Regions from separate parts of the Sus scrofa genome. Here regions 2 and 3 are each linked to region 1. Evidence: chromatin contacts called from public HiChIP or PLAC-seq data. All regions are on one chromosome and are shown on one strand. The core of a region is the stretch at or near the end of the contact, and the rest is flanking DNA. Distances in the headings are between cores, read along the strand shown.

The links. HiChIP or PLAC-seq counts read pairs in DNA pulled down with a chosen protein or histone mark.
Region 2: a contact with region 1 is called in an H3K27ac HiChIP or PLAC-seq map of alveolar macrophages. The contact joins the promoter of FAM207A here to the promoter of PTTG1IP in region 1. A contact is called at or near these places in 1 of 5 promoter capture datasets (liver), 19 of 47 Hi-C or Micro-C datasets (alveolar macrophages, blood, epiblast stem cells and 7 more) and 2 of 2 datasets of contacts at active chromatin or transcription factors (alveolar macrophages and skeletal muscle).
Region 3: an H3K27ac HiChIP or PLAC-seq map of alveolar macrophages shows a contact between it and region 1. The contact joins the promoter of ITGB2 here to the promoter of PTTG1IP in region 1. A contact is called at or near these places in 1 of 5 promoter capture datasets (liver), 10 of 47 Hi-C or Micro-C datasets (blood, fetal heart ventricle, heart right ventricle and 5 more) and 2 of 2 datasets of contacts at active chromatin or transcription factors (alveolar macrophages and skeletal muscle).

Annotation. Positions count from the first base shown.
Region 1 is chr13:207,504,633-207,509,166 of Sscrofa11.1, reverse strand. It overlaps PTTG1IP (pituitary tumor-transforming gene 1 protein-interacting protein), which reads left to right and starts at 2,078. Exons shown (of 6, transcript XM_003359011.4): 1 at 2,078-2,288. The coding sequence starts at 2,189.
Region 2 is chr13:207,558,300-207,562,833 of Sscrofa11.1, reverse strand. FAM207A (protein FAM207A) reads right to left here and starts at 1,954. Exons shown (of 6, transcript XM_013990227.2): 1 at 1,690-1,954. The coding sequence starts at 1,827.
Region 3 is chr13:207,541,493-207,546,026 of Sscrofa11.1, reverse strand. It overlaps ITGB2 (integrin subunit beta 2), which reads left to right and starts at 1,919. Exons shown (of 16, transcript NM_213908.1): 1 at 1,919-2,051.

The DNA.
Region 1 (4,534 bases), core at 829-3,328:
CTGGTGCTAAGCCCAGGCTGGTATTTACTCTGCTTCCAAAGGCACATGAGTTTTAACCATCTTTTTCTATAACGGAACATCCAAACCAAATAGAGATATGAAGTATTTGAACTGGAAGAGGTGGGGGGACAGTGCACTGCAGTCAAGGGCCCTTTGCTGTCTCACATGGACAGGAAGGCACCCTGTCCCCTCTACGAAGGACCGAGAACCAAGTGGAAGACATTCCTGTGAAACCATGCCGCATTCATCAGACCTGCAGTCACTGTGCCCAAGACGACGACGAGGCTGCCTTCCCGCACTGCCGTCCGGCACCAGCGGGACCTGGGCTAGCTTGGGTCTGCCCTAGAAGGGAAGGGCAGTGACGTTGACGCTGGGCCCCGACCTGTCAACCTCCAATTTTAAAGTAGAATCACTCACCTGGTATCTGGACTTCCTGAGGTTCAGGTTCTTTGTGTCTCAGCACAGAAGGAATTCGGTGAGAGACAAAGCGATAGGCGAGAGCGAGATGTATGGGGACGCTCCTGAGAAATACAAGCGGCCGGCACCATCCGGTGGGCTATAGTTTTATAATCCAGGTGGAGTGCGGGTGGGAAAAGACGGCCTCTTCCTCTTTCTGGGAGTGGTAGCTCCTCCTTGGTGTCTGGTGAGAGAGCGTTTGACCCTATAAGGTCAAACTAGGTGCTCATTCAGCTCAGCAGAAGGGTGGTCCTTAAACTCTTGCCCTTGGTCTAAGCCTGAAAGCAGGCCCCGCCCCACTCCCCACCAAGGACCAGAGGCATATCTTGTGCTTCCACTAGCCAAGCCTACCTCTTCTGACGGCTGTCCTGAGCGGTCATTAAGGCACAGTGGTCTCCCGAAGTCCCTTCCCTATCTGTGGTCCCTCACAGGGACTTCCACACCGGCCTGTGTGGTTGTCCTACTCCATCCGGCCGAGCTGAACTGAGGCACTCAAGCTCATGGAAGCTGAGGTCCTGGAGGGAGGACCTGGCAGGGCTGGCATCTCCCACACCCACGCCCCCCACTGCTGACCGGGCAGGAGGAGGTGGTGCCGCCTTTGGCTCCTCCGCACTGCAGGAGGCACAAATACAGGGCAACCAGCTCTGTCTTCCAGGCCAAGGAGTCCTCCACACAGACCCAATGGGGTGAGGGCCTGTGAAATTCTACCCACCTTGGGCTGTCTCGGGGCGAGCAATGTGGGCAGAGGGGAAGGGCAGGCCATGCTGACAGGGAGCCGTGCCCCAATCACGGCCGACTGCACAGCCCTCTCTGGGGTCAGCTGGACCCCACGTTAGACTGCAAAGCCCACTGCCTGGATTCCTCCGCAGCCCCTCCAGGGTTGAGGTAGGTGTGGGGCAGCAGTGGAACAGGAGCCGGAACATGATGTTGAGGCCCTGAGAGAGAGCACGCGGCAGCCGCTCCAGCCCTGCCCCCCCCTTTTTTTCTCTTTCTCCCCCCCCCCCCCCCCCCCCCCCCCCGGCAGTGCTGCTAGGGGGGGAGGTGCTCTTATCAGGCTGGTCCAGGAAGCCGCCAGTCAGTGACCCCAGGAAGCTTAGGGGTTGGATCGCTTCCCTGTGCGATTCCCAAAGTCCCGTTCCACTTTGACTATGGAAACACAATCTTAAAAAGAAAGTAACTGGACTCTTGCAATATGTATTGTTATCATTTCGCGACGCCCTCCGGCTGCAGACCTCCCAGGAGCCGGCCGCTGCACACTGGTCCCCGGCCCGCAGGCTCCACTCGCGGAGGTGATGGGCGTCCGGGGACGCGGGTGCCCGGGGGCGGGGGAGGCCCTCCGGGCGGGGATCGGGGCCGAGCACGCTGGCTATGCAGCCGAGGACGCTGGTTAGGCACCGCCCTCGGGGCCATTCCAGGACACACCGCTACAGCTCTACTCCCGGAGGCGGATTCTCCACCCCTCCAGGGTCAGGGCCAAGCCAAGCCCGGGACTGGCCGCCCCTCCCAGTCGCGCAGGCGCACTGAGCTCCGCGCGGAGCGGGGAGGCGGGCCCGCGAGAGGCAGGGGGCGGGGCCCGTAGGGCGAGGGGGCGGGGCCTCCTGTTGCGCACTTGCTCCACCGTCGCCCCGCCCACTTCCGGCGCGCGGCTCTTCCGGGCAGAGGCGCCTGGCCGGGGTCCCAGTGGGGTGGGTCCGGCCGCAGACGACGACTGACCAGCGGCACCAAAGCCACCATGGCGTCCAGTGGGGCCCGCGGGCCGACGCTGCGCTGGGCACTGGCCCTCGGCGGCGCCGCGCTGCTCCTACTGCTCCTGCCGACGGCCTCGGCGCAGGGTGAGGGCGGCCGGGGGGCGCGGGGTCAGGGTCACGGGGTCGGGAGGGAGACCAGGGTCGAGGCGCCCGGGGAGCGCAGGGTCGAGAGGCCTGACAGGCGGGGTCGGGAGGAAGGGGGCGGGGGTCGAGGGGCCGGGGAGCGCGGGGTCGGGGTCGGGGTCGAGGGGAGGGCGGGGATCAAAGGGCCCTGGGAGCGCGGGGTCTGGGGCAAGGAGCGAGGGGGCACAAGGTCGAGAGGCCCGGAAGCGAGGGTGCTGGGGGGGGCGAGAGGTTGCTGCCTAGGGCCTGTGCGGTTTGCGGGGGCCGCCAGGGGCCCACCCGAGTGTCCGGCCGGGGCAGCAGGGGCTGGGGGAAGACTGCGTGCCGGCCCTTTGGCTCAGCGTGCGGGCGGCCTGGCCCGAGAGCACGGTCAGCTCCTTAACCTCGCCACGACCCTCTCCGAGAGCGCTGTGGGGTGGTGGGAGCAGGGCTTGGGAGCTTGCTTGTCCCTTGGCGGGTCAGCCGCCCGGAGTCCAGGGGCCCAGCCCTTGTGAGGGCGCGGCTGGTGTGTTGGGGGCTCTGCTCCGCTCTGCTCAGACTCCGGGGAGGCCTGTGTGCAGGCCCCCACCCACGCCCTCTGTGCCCAGTAGACCCCCTCTCCAGGGAGCTCCGGGGAGAGTGGCCAGGGCTTGAACTAACCCTGAGGCTGGGTTTCTTCGCTCTCCAGACCCGCAGCCGTTGTCAGCCTTCCTTGGTTTATCCCACCTATTCTTGGTACCACCTGTGTCAGGTGCTGGGCCGGGTGGCGGCTGGCAGGTGGAGAACCAGACTTCCTGGGAGACTGACCAGGAACTAGCAGAGTGCTTGGGGGTGGGTGAGGGGAGCATGGGATAAGAGGGCACAGGAGTTCCAGGGACCTGGCTGCTGGAAGGTGGTGGAAATCTCAGGAGCAGCTGGGGATGGGGCGTCCCGCGATCACCAGGCGTGGAGAGCAGAGCCCTGGCTGGTCAGCTTCGGTTCAGCACAGCCAAGCACCTGTCCGCTTTGTGACCTTATGGGCTGCTTGTTCCAGCGCAAGGCTGCTTGAGTTCCTGCTCGTCTGCTTCCCAGCGCACTAACGTGTACCTCTGTGGCGCGGCAGTCAGGTCGCGCAGAATGGGGAGCTTTAGGTCCAGAATGTGTTTTCGGCACGAATGTATTATGAGTTCTTTTTACCCGACTGGGTGGGTGTGAGGCAGGAGACCAGGCCCTCTCCTTGGTGGCCTTCCGGGATGGACTCTGGCTTTGTGAGAGTGGGTGTGGCGGGAAACGCCCCCTCGTGTGTTTGGCTGCTTGCTTTTCACACGGCCGGGTCCTGTGACAGTCTGGGAGTTAAGCCAGACTCGTGTTTCAGGAGCAAAGCAGCTCCTTTCCAGCCACAGTGAGCACTGAGCCCCCTTCCCGCGGAGAGTGGGCTGGTCTGAGAGTTTATGCTTGTCATGCCGTAGGAATGCAGCCACACCGTGGACGTTTGCTCTGTGTGTCCCTCAGAGCTCCCAGGAGAGCCAGCCCACAGGATGTGTGCAGCTGTGGGAAAGGCTCATCACAAGGGCTTGGCTCTCGGGAGCGGGGGGGGCGGGGTAGGAGTCCCCTGGTCTGCCATCCGCCAACTGGAGACCCAGGACGCCTGTGGGTACGTCCCCCTCTCTGCTGAAAGCAGGCCGGGGGCAGGGCAGGTGCACATTGCGGCTCCAGCAAAGAGCGGATTCGTCCTTCCCTGCCTCTCTGTCGTGTCCGGGCCTCGGTGGATTAGGAGATGCCACCCACCCACCTAGGAGAGGGCCACGGGCTTTAATCTGGCCACCAGCTCAGGGCGTCTCTTCTGGAAACACCCACAGACACTCCTGGGCGCTGTTTGCCTTGGCCCGGTCGAGTTGACACGAAAAATAACCATCCCAGGTGTGTGACTCGAGAGGCCAGCACGCAGGTCCCCGTCCCAAACTCACCTGTCTGCTGCGGTCTTCTCTCCTGTGCACATGGCCTTCGACCCCACAGCGTGTCGAAGGGCTTCAGCGGGGTTGGACCCCCCAGCCAGCGTTTCATCTTTGCCTCTGGAGGGCAGGCGACCCTGAAAGGCCTTTTGTCCTGAAGGGGGGGGGGTGTGCAGGGTGTTGGTGTGCTCAGGTCTGAATCTTGGCATACACCTCGCCCCTTTTCTGCATCGAATCGAATCGAACTCCTGCCTCCTTTTTCAGGTGAAATTGACCCCACCGGGCCCCTGCTGTGCC
Region 2 (4,534 bases), core at 705-3,204, 54 kb before region 1:
ATCCTGCATTGCTGTGGCTGTGGTGCAGGCCGGTCCAGCTCTACTGGACCCCTAGCCTGGGAACTTCCGTATGCCATGGGTGGGGCCCTAAAAGGAAAAAAATAAAATTAAAATTAAATTAAATTAAATAAGGCGCAAATGAACCACTTACAAAACAGAAAGAGACTCACAGACATGGAGAACAGACTTGTGGTTGCCAAGGAGGAAGGGGAGTTTGAGGTTGGCAGATGCAACTTCTACACTTAGAACAAGGTCCTACCGTATAGCACAGGGAACTATTTCTAACGTCCCGGGATAGACCGCGATAGAATATAATGTAAAAAACAATGTATACGTGTGTATGACTGAGTCACTCTGCTGTGACTTGGCACAACCGAAATTGGCACAACATTGTAAATCAAATATGCATCAATTTAAAAATTAAGAATTATAGGAGTTCCCCACGTGGCTCAGCAGTGAATGAACCCAACTAGAATCCATGAGGACTCAGGTTCCATCCCTGGCCTCGCTCAGTGGGTTAAGGATCCAGCGTTGCCATGAGCTGTGGTGTAGGTCACAGACGCTGCTCAGATCCAGCGTTGCTGTGGCTGTGGTGTAGGTTGGCAGCTACAGCTCCGATTTGACCCCTAGCCTAGGAACCTCCCTATGCCGTGAGTGCAGCCCTAAAAAAGACAAAAAAAAAAAAAAAAAAAATTTAAAAATTACATATCATGGGAAATACACCCAAAAAGTTTATAATGCATATATGAAAATCTAGCTCTTTAATCAATTACACAAGATAAAATGCAAGAAATTAACACAATTATATTAGGGGGTAAAAACGTTGTTATGAAAGCCTGGGCACTGGGGCCAGATCCTGGGTTCAAACAGCAGCAGCCAAGTGTCCTTGGTAATTTATTTAATCTCTCAGTTTTTCCCCGCAAAATCAGTCGGCGTGATTATGACAATGTAAACGGCCTGGCACACAGCATAGCTGTTCTCCTTAGCACTACTAGCCCAAAGCCATGGGCCCCACAAACCAACAAGACTGGTCCACAATCCCCAGAGGAGCCCCTTGGTTACAGACACCGGCAGATGCTTCCAGGCAGCTCCGGGTCAGCCCGTGATAAAACATGGTCTAACCACACAGTGGAACATTTTCCACCATAAAAAGGAGTGAAGGGTGATAGTCATACAACCTGCAGGAACGTTGAAACCACGCTAAATGCGAGAAGCCCAACGCGAAAGCCACAATCTCTAGGACTCCATCCATGCGAAATGCACAGAACAGATGGGCGGCTGCTTAGGGCTGGGAGGGCTGGGCACGGGGCACAGGGGCTCTTCAGTTTGCTCCTCGTTTTCTGATGACCCTGGGACTTCCCTTTCCTTTCCCGGGAGCTGTTTGTGCCGCATTCGAGCAGCCTTTCTGCCCGTGGCCGTGGCCGGCTTCTGGTCCTTCCCCGCACGGCGCCAGGCGCGGAGCAAGCCGACCCCTCCCGGGCCGTCGCGCCCGTGCGCCGAGCCTCGGGGCCCACGGAGGCCACGACCCTCCGCGGACCGGGAAGGCCCGCGGGCCGCGCAGCCAACACGGCCCGGGCCGCGGTCCCGGGCTCTGGGGGGCGCCCACAAAGCCAGCCCGGGACCCCCGAGGCCGCACAGTGCGCCGCACCTCTGCCCCCCCCCCCACCGCCGGCGGTGTCCCCAGCTGACCTTCGCCCCGACGCCGCCGGCCGGGGCCTGCGGAGGGGCCGCCTCCCGGGCGGGGGGCGCGGGGCCGGGCGCGGCCTCCCCCGCGGGCCTCACCGCAGCCTGGTGCACCCGAGCCCGCAAGCCGCGCACTTTCCCCATCTCGCCCGCGGAGACCCACAGCCCGCCGGAAGCCGCGGGCACACGCGCCACAAGCCCCCGGAAGTCGGTCCCGCGTGCTGGGGGCCCGGCGGAAACAGGAGCCCGGCCGCTGGGATCCGCTCTTCTCCCCGCGCCCGACGCGCAGGCCACCGGAAGGGCGGGACGGAGCCGCAGAAGGGCGCGGCTGCAGCTGGAGGAGCGGGGCCGAGGGGTCCCGCCTCCGACCCTGCCCGGCTTCCCGGGGCGGGGGCGGCTAATTGTCGGAATCTGTGCAGCCTTGATAACTGGGGAGTGATGGACACAGCGCTGGGGGGGTTCACGCTTGTTGAAATACACAACAAACTTGGGTTTGCTTCTGCCTGTCAGAGATGCCCGGGAGTAGCGGGAAGACTGGGGGCTGGGGGCACCTCAGAGACATCAGGCCAGGACTTACAGGGGCGACTTTACAGAAGTGCCCCTGGAAGAAACCCAGAAACCAGCTCTCAAGCTCAGTACCCCAACTCTGTCAATGGCCCCGCTATCACCACCTGCGCAGTGGCCAGGGTGGGTGTCTAACCAAAACCTGCAGATCAGGTTCCTGTGGCTAGAACCTCTTGTCCAGCTGTGAGCAAGAGGAGAGAACTTCTGGGAGGCTTTCTGGATGGTGAAGACCCAGCCCACCACCTAGTCGTGTGCCCCCCATCTGGTGGCAGCTACAACTTCTTTAGGGGAATGTCACGCGATGGTCTCTGGTTCTACTGCTGTGGGGAGAACTAAGGACAGACAGCACAGAGGTAGTGACTGCTGGGCACACACAGGCAGAGAGCTAACTCAGCTCGCTGGAGGAATGATCTCCTGGCAGCTGGTGCAGAGACACTGGTGTCTTCAACACACAGGTATATGCTCTGCTCCATCCGGCCTCGTTTCCTGAGATGGCGGGCAGGGAGACCCTGGCTTGGCTCCTGGCTCCTTTGCTCACCAGCCCCCCACCTGGCAGTGATCTCTGCCCCTAGCCACCCCCAGAGCCTGCAGGACAGCCTCAACCTCAGGGTTGCTTCTTGCCTCTTCCCGGCAGCCCGTGCTTTCTCAAAGGAAAAGATTGTCCAGCTACCGCAAAATGCATCTGTTAGGACTTTCTTTAAATCCCTGGGCCCCCTCTCTTTGTGTCTGTCCCTTCATCTCCCTCGGCGACCAGGCCACACCCTGCTGCCCTGACATTTGCACCTGCAGCCTGACCCCTCTCTGGGTCTCCACCTGAAGTTGTGGCGATCCCAAAGTGGAAGCCTTGCTTCCCATCCCAATCTGCCCCCGCCCACCCCAGCAGTACAGTCCCCTTCGGAAGGAATGGCAGCCCTCACTCAGGAAGGGGCCCAAGCTCCAAACGGAAGTGTTTTCTTGGCCAACTCCTCTCCCTATCACATCCCCCCAACAGCCCCCTTATCCATCCCCCCAAATTCCACCCCCACCTGGGCTCCAGCCCTGCCCTCCACCCTTGGCCGGAATGGAGCCCCTTCTGTTTACAGCAGCCCCTACCTCCCCAGGGGGGCTGCGTTGGTTCCCGGTCTTCCAGGAAAGGCTACCCTTGGCTCTGGTCTCCGGGGAGGCCCCGCACCCTCGGCAGCTCTGCCTTTCCCAGAGCTCTGCCGTATCTCCTCTGTTCCCTGGGCTGTCGGCCTCCCGGCTGGACTAGGTGGCCTTGGTGATGCCCGGACAGACCCAGCTCTCGCGCGCGCGGCGCCAGGCAATTCTTCCGTCGCGCGAGGGCGCTCACGGCCCGCCGGGGTTTCTCGTGGAGCTGGGGCGCCGCGGGCACCGACGCCCAGGGCGGGGAAAATCCCAGCGCGGGCGCTTCCCGCGACCCCGAGCCCCTTCGGCCCCGCCGAACGCGGCGCACGCAGGATCCATACGAAGACTTCCAAGTGGGTCTGGGGTTCCCACGCAGTCTTGAAGGGTGGCTTCCGGGACAGCCTCGGGACAAACACTGCCGTCGCTCATGCCTGTCTGCCCGATCCTTCGCGGCCTCCGCAAGGACTTCCTGCGAAGCGCCGGCTCTGCCCTCGGGTTTCCACGCCCGCCCAGCGGCGCCTTAGAGCGGACGACGACCTGCGCGCAGCGGCCCTGCGGGTGCCCCGCTCTGACCCGCTCCTGGGACCCTGCTGGGACGTGGAGCCCCAGGCCCACTGCGTCCCACCCTGCCGGGCCCTGGGCCGGTTGCCCTAACCCCACGCGTCTTTCTGTGCCCAGTGTCAGGACCTCCCTCCTGGGGTGGTCGTGGGCGCTGCACCAGCCTCCCCCGTGCTGCGCCCAGCCCGCCCGGTGAATCCCGCTCCAGACACGCCTTCCTTAGCCCCCTTAGGCCGGACACGCGTCCTATGTGCCCCTCTCCCCTGCCGCACTGCTCTCCCTCGGACCCTGCCTGGCTTGAGTTCAGGTCGCTGAAGGCCCCCAGCCCCGTCTCTCCGCAGGAGGCCCGTCCTCCCGCTCCAGGCAGGTGGCCAAGCCTGGAGGTGACTGAGGCAAGGGAGGAATTTCTGAGCCCCAGTTCCCCCCTCTCTACACTAGGTTGGATGGGGCTTCTTTGAGGACCCACAGGTAAAGCCCCAGGAAGCGGCTTCGGGCAGCCAGTGCTCAGATCCCAGTGGCCCAGAGTCGGTAGGGAGCCCACGCGGTGGAGGTCAGGGTTCAGGGTCGGGCTGTCTGGGTGGCACCGTGGGCACCCGGCAGAGCG
Region 3 (4,534 bases), core at 670-3,169, 37 kb before region 1:
TAAATCTCTCATCTGTGGGTCCCTACACCATGTCTACTGTCTTGCCATCTGTGGACAAGATGGGGGGCGGGGGTCCCTCCAGCCTGGGTCTTACTTTGTCTTGGGGGGGTCCCTCCAGCCGGGGTCTTGCTTTGTCTTGGGGGGTCCCTCCAGCCCGGGCTTGCTCACTGCATCCCTCTGTCCTCAGCGAGGTCAGGTGTTGATCTGATGTGGGTTCAAGAGTAAAAATTGTTATTTTTCTTTTATCTCCTGTACAATTTTCTTATTATCTGAATTTCTATTGCTGTTTCCTCCAAGGCCTAGGGCCGTAAGCAGCTCGCGTCTGTGAGCAGCGCGTGTGTCTCTGAGCAGCCCGTCTTTGTGCGTGGTGCGTCTCTGCGGCTGATGGGTCTCTGGTGTCACAGCCAGTGACAGTCACTGCTCCATCTTGAGTCCCCGCCGGGCGTGACACAGGCACATTCTTGGTGGATCCTTCCCCCTTCACAGTGCCTTCTGGAATAGTTCCATAAGGAGGAAGCTCCCCTGAGAGAGAATATTTAATTAAAACTTGTGGGTTTTTTGCCTTTGGCCGCTGAAGTTCCCAGGCTAGGGACTAAACCCGGGCCACAGCAGTGACCTGAACTGCTGCAGGGAAGCTGGATCTTTCACCTGCTGCACCACATGGGAATTCCTTGTTCTGTCTATTTTTAAAACGCATCAAGACGGTTTATGCGCAGAGGGAGAAGGGGACTGTCCGAAGCACTGTGACACCAGAAAGCTGGACTCTCCGGAGCCCTTGAGGTCATTCCTGATGCGTAATTACGTGCTCTCAACTCGCCATCCTTCTGGCTTTTTCTGTTAACCTTGCCTTTACAAAAAAAGACGTCTCACTTTTTTTTCTTTTTCTTCACCTGTAGGCTTCCTATTTCCGTTCCTTAGGAGACTTTTCATCGTGGTCACACACAAAAGCCCACCTTTCCCATCCAAACGTCCAGCGAGGAGCATCAGAGGCAGCAGCAGGCTCCCCGGAGCGTCTGCACAGCTGATTTGTGTCTCAGATTCGAGAACATTTTTACGACTATGTTTGCAGCGACAGAGCCTCAGGCCTGACCAACCGTTCTCATTTCTTGGGTCGCCTTTGCCTCGCCTGCGCTTGGATCCTGCTGGGATTTAAAGGTCCGTCTGGGTCCTGAGGTGCACCTGCCGGCAGTGTTTAGGTGGTTATGCCTCTGGGTCCCGGCTCACCCGAAGGCGGCCGCGCTCTGGCTCTTTGCGGGTCTAGTCGGTGGGTCTCCTGCCCTTCCTTCTGAGCTGAATCTGAAGTGCTCTCTTTCCACGGAGCCCCCATCCAGGAACAGCACCACAGCTCGCCGGGCAGCAGGACGGTCTCTCTTCCTCCCAAGCCAAGCGGCGGCCTCGGCGCCCCGGCTCTCTCTCCCCCTGGGCTCAGGCAGGACTCGGCCACGGGGCGAGCGCCTCTGTCCGTTCACCTTCTCCCCTGAGCACCTGCACCCACAGAGCTTGGCCTCTCGGAGCCCACGTTCCCCTGGCCTTGTCCGGCCCCTCTGTCCTCACAATCCCGCTGGCCGATCTGCTCTCCGGCTTCTCTCTCTGCCCTTAGCCGGCGGGCTGTTTTCTGGCTCCCATGGCTGAGTTTGACTCCCCAGGCCTGGTGCTTCTTTGAAGGATGCGTTCCCCTCCCATGTGCTCCAATAGTGTCACCCCTGGCTCAGCCTTGCAAGGTCTGTGTCCCTTGCAGGCAGGTAGGGGCTCCCGCAGTGCCAGAAGCCCCGCTCCAGCTCCCTGCGATGGGAAGCGTGTCCCTGGCCCCCTCAGGTGCTTGTTCCTGATAGCCCGGGGCTTGATGGGGGCACATGTGGTGCAATCGGCCACATGTAACTACTTCCTCCAAGAGCTAACGCAGAACAGGAAGCATCGCGCCTTCGCCAGCAGGACCTCTGGCGGGCGGGTGTCTTCCCAGACGCGCAGCAGACCCAGCCTGCTAAAGGGTGGAACTGAAGCCCCCCAGCCCAGCCGGGACCCCCTGCTGAGGTCTCCAGGACATCAAGCAGGTGAGCGGACAGAGAACTGCCTGAGTCAGGCTAGATTTTCTGGAGGGGAGCTCTGCCCTGAGGCCAGTCCCCAGGCTGTGGCTGGTGCCCAGGCTGGGGCTGCTGCTGTCCCCAAGGGGAGCAGCTCCAAGGGGCCCGGCCTACAGGGGCTCTGGTGGTCCTGATCCCTGTCGCCCATGCTGCAGCGTCCACTCCAGCCCCCTGGGCTGAGATCCGGCGGGGAGGAGTGCTGAGCCCTCCGCGAGCTGAGCAGCTCTGGAGGAGAGAGATGGAACTGAGGAGTCGGGCCCAGCAGGGGAGGACGTGCGGGGCCTCAGGCCTGGGCTGCCCAGTACAGGGGCTCTCCGGGCATTTGCTGAGCCCCCGACGTGGGAGCTGCGGGGCCTGGCAGAGCCCAGAGGAGACCGGGGGGAGGGGAGGCAGGCCAGACCGCCCTGGCAGGGTCGGGGTGGGTGCACAGCGGGCTGTGTAGGAGGGCTTCTGGGCCACCCCAGCTGCACCTTCCTCTTCCTGCCTGAGCCCTGCTCTCTTCACGCCTCTGTGTTAGTGTGAGCGTGTGTGTGAGTGTGTGTGCACACATCGTGCCCTGTCTTGGTGGAGGGGCCCCTGCTTCTCCAGGATTCCCGAAGGGTGACGCACTCTGGCCTAGTTATGTGGAAACGCTGGGTGACTGTCGAGTCTTAGGGGGACCGACCCTGGGTCTGTGACTGACACCTCCCACACCCAGGCCCCCGGGAGGGAGGAGGTGAGCCAAGCCCGAGAACCAGGACAGGTGTCGGAGAGGGGCTCTTGGTGGCCCTCGGCTCTGCCCCAAGGGAGGAGAGACAGTTCCCGAGGGGCCCAGCCAGCCACCAGCACCCTCCCCACCAGCCCAGGTTCTCAGCTAAAATCTGGGCGGATCCGTCTGCCTCCAGTTGGTGTCAGCTGTAGGCTGGGGACAAGTGACATTTTTACTTGGAGATTTCAGGAGGGCAGAAGCCCATGCAGCCGGGTGCCTTGGGCAAGCTCCCTGGAGGCGCCGCTGTGCCGGGGACAGGGGAGGCCTGTCTGCTCTGCCTGGAGGGTGTGACACGGGCTGGCCTCCCATCTGAGAAATGGGCCGGTCGTTTACGCTCAGTGGGCTCTGCAAATTATCATCAAAACTCCCATCCCTGGGGAGTGCAGGCGCGGGGCCTCGGGCGAGGCGAGCCTGTGTAAGAGGCCCTGCAGCTTCGGCTCAGACCCAGGCGCGGTCGGCAGCTCACGGGCCGTGGGCAGATGCTTTCCCTGCAGGTGGGGCGGCTCAGGGCCCATGGTGGCCCTGTGTGACTCAGGCCTCCCAGCTCTGGAAGGCGCCCTGGCGGGGGAGGGCCTGGCTGTTCTGCACAGCTGTCATCACGAGGGCCCCGCGGTCCTGCCTCAGCCAATGTCATGGGGCAGCTGCCAGGGGTTAGAGATCTGTGTCCCCAAGGGGTCAGCCAGGCCAGCCGAGACCCCCCATTCCTGTGCTCTCCTCCCCAGGCTAGGCGGCTTCATGGTGACGTCTGGGTGACACCACCCGGCAGCAGGGCTGGGATGCTGACCCTGGCCAGTGCCTGTGTTCCTTTCTGCACAAACTGGGCCTGAAGTGGGTGTTGGTTCCCATCTTGCCCCAGACCCGCCTGTGCGGGCAGCTGAGACCCGATGGAGTGGGTGTCGAGTCCCAGGGGCCCGGGGACGGCGACACCTGCCTGTCCCAGCTGTGCTGCCGCCGTCCCCCACCTGGCCACTGGGGCCTTGTCTCTGCATGGGGGGGTCACGGTCGGGCTGGTGGAGTGTGTGCACGGCAGCGGGCAGCTTGGGGTGCTGTGGACCCCCCCCACCTGATGCTGCCTGCTGAGCCCTACACAAAAGGGCCCCCAGCCCCACCCCAAGCTTCCCCCTCCTGGGCAGAGTGGGCTGCTGGTGGAGAGGAGTCCTCAGTGGGCCTGCGTTTTCCAGTCGCTCCCACTCCTGGCAAGTGGGCTTCTTGGGGATGTGGCAGGGCACAATAAATCCCCAAGCTGCCTAGACCCCAAGCTGCCTAGCAGACCCCAGCTTCTGCGTGAGCCCTGGCCCATCCCTGCTCTGCAAAGCCTCCCAAGTGGCCCAGGTCGAGCTGTCATGTGGGCTTGGGTGTGGGGTGCCACGGCCCCACGGCTCTGAGGGGGCAAGCGAAATAGGAGCCAGTCACCTCACCGCCTCCAAAACACACAGAGCAGGAACCCATGGCTCTGCCCCCACCCCGCCCCCAAGGTGGGGTGGGAAAGCACCCCCAGGAGCCCTCCCCGACCTGGGGTGCTCACCGTGGGGTCGGAGGGCTCTTCAGAGGGTCACAGCCAGTGGTACAATTGTGCATGCATGCACAGGGACAGAGATTTGCTTTGAGGAGGTGGCTTGTGGGCTCGTGGAAGCAAGTCCAAAACCTGCAGGCTGGTTTTTCGAGAAGACTTGGTGTGTCCGCTCAAGTCCAAAGGCCATCTGGA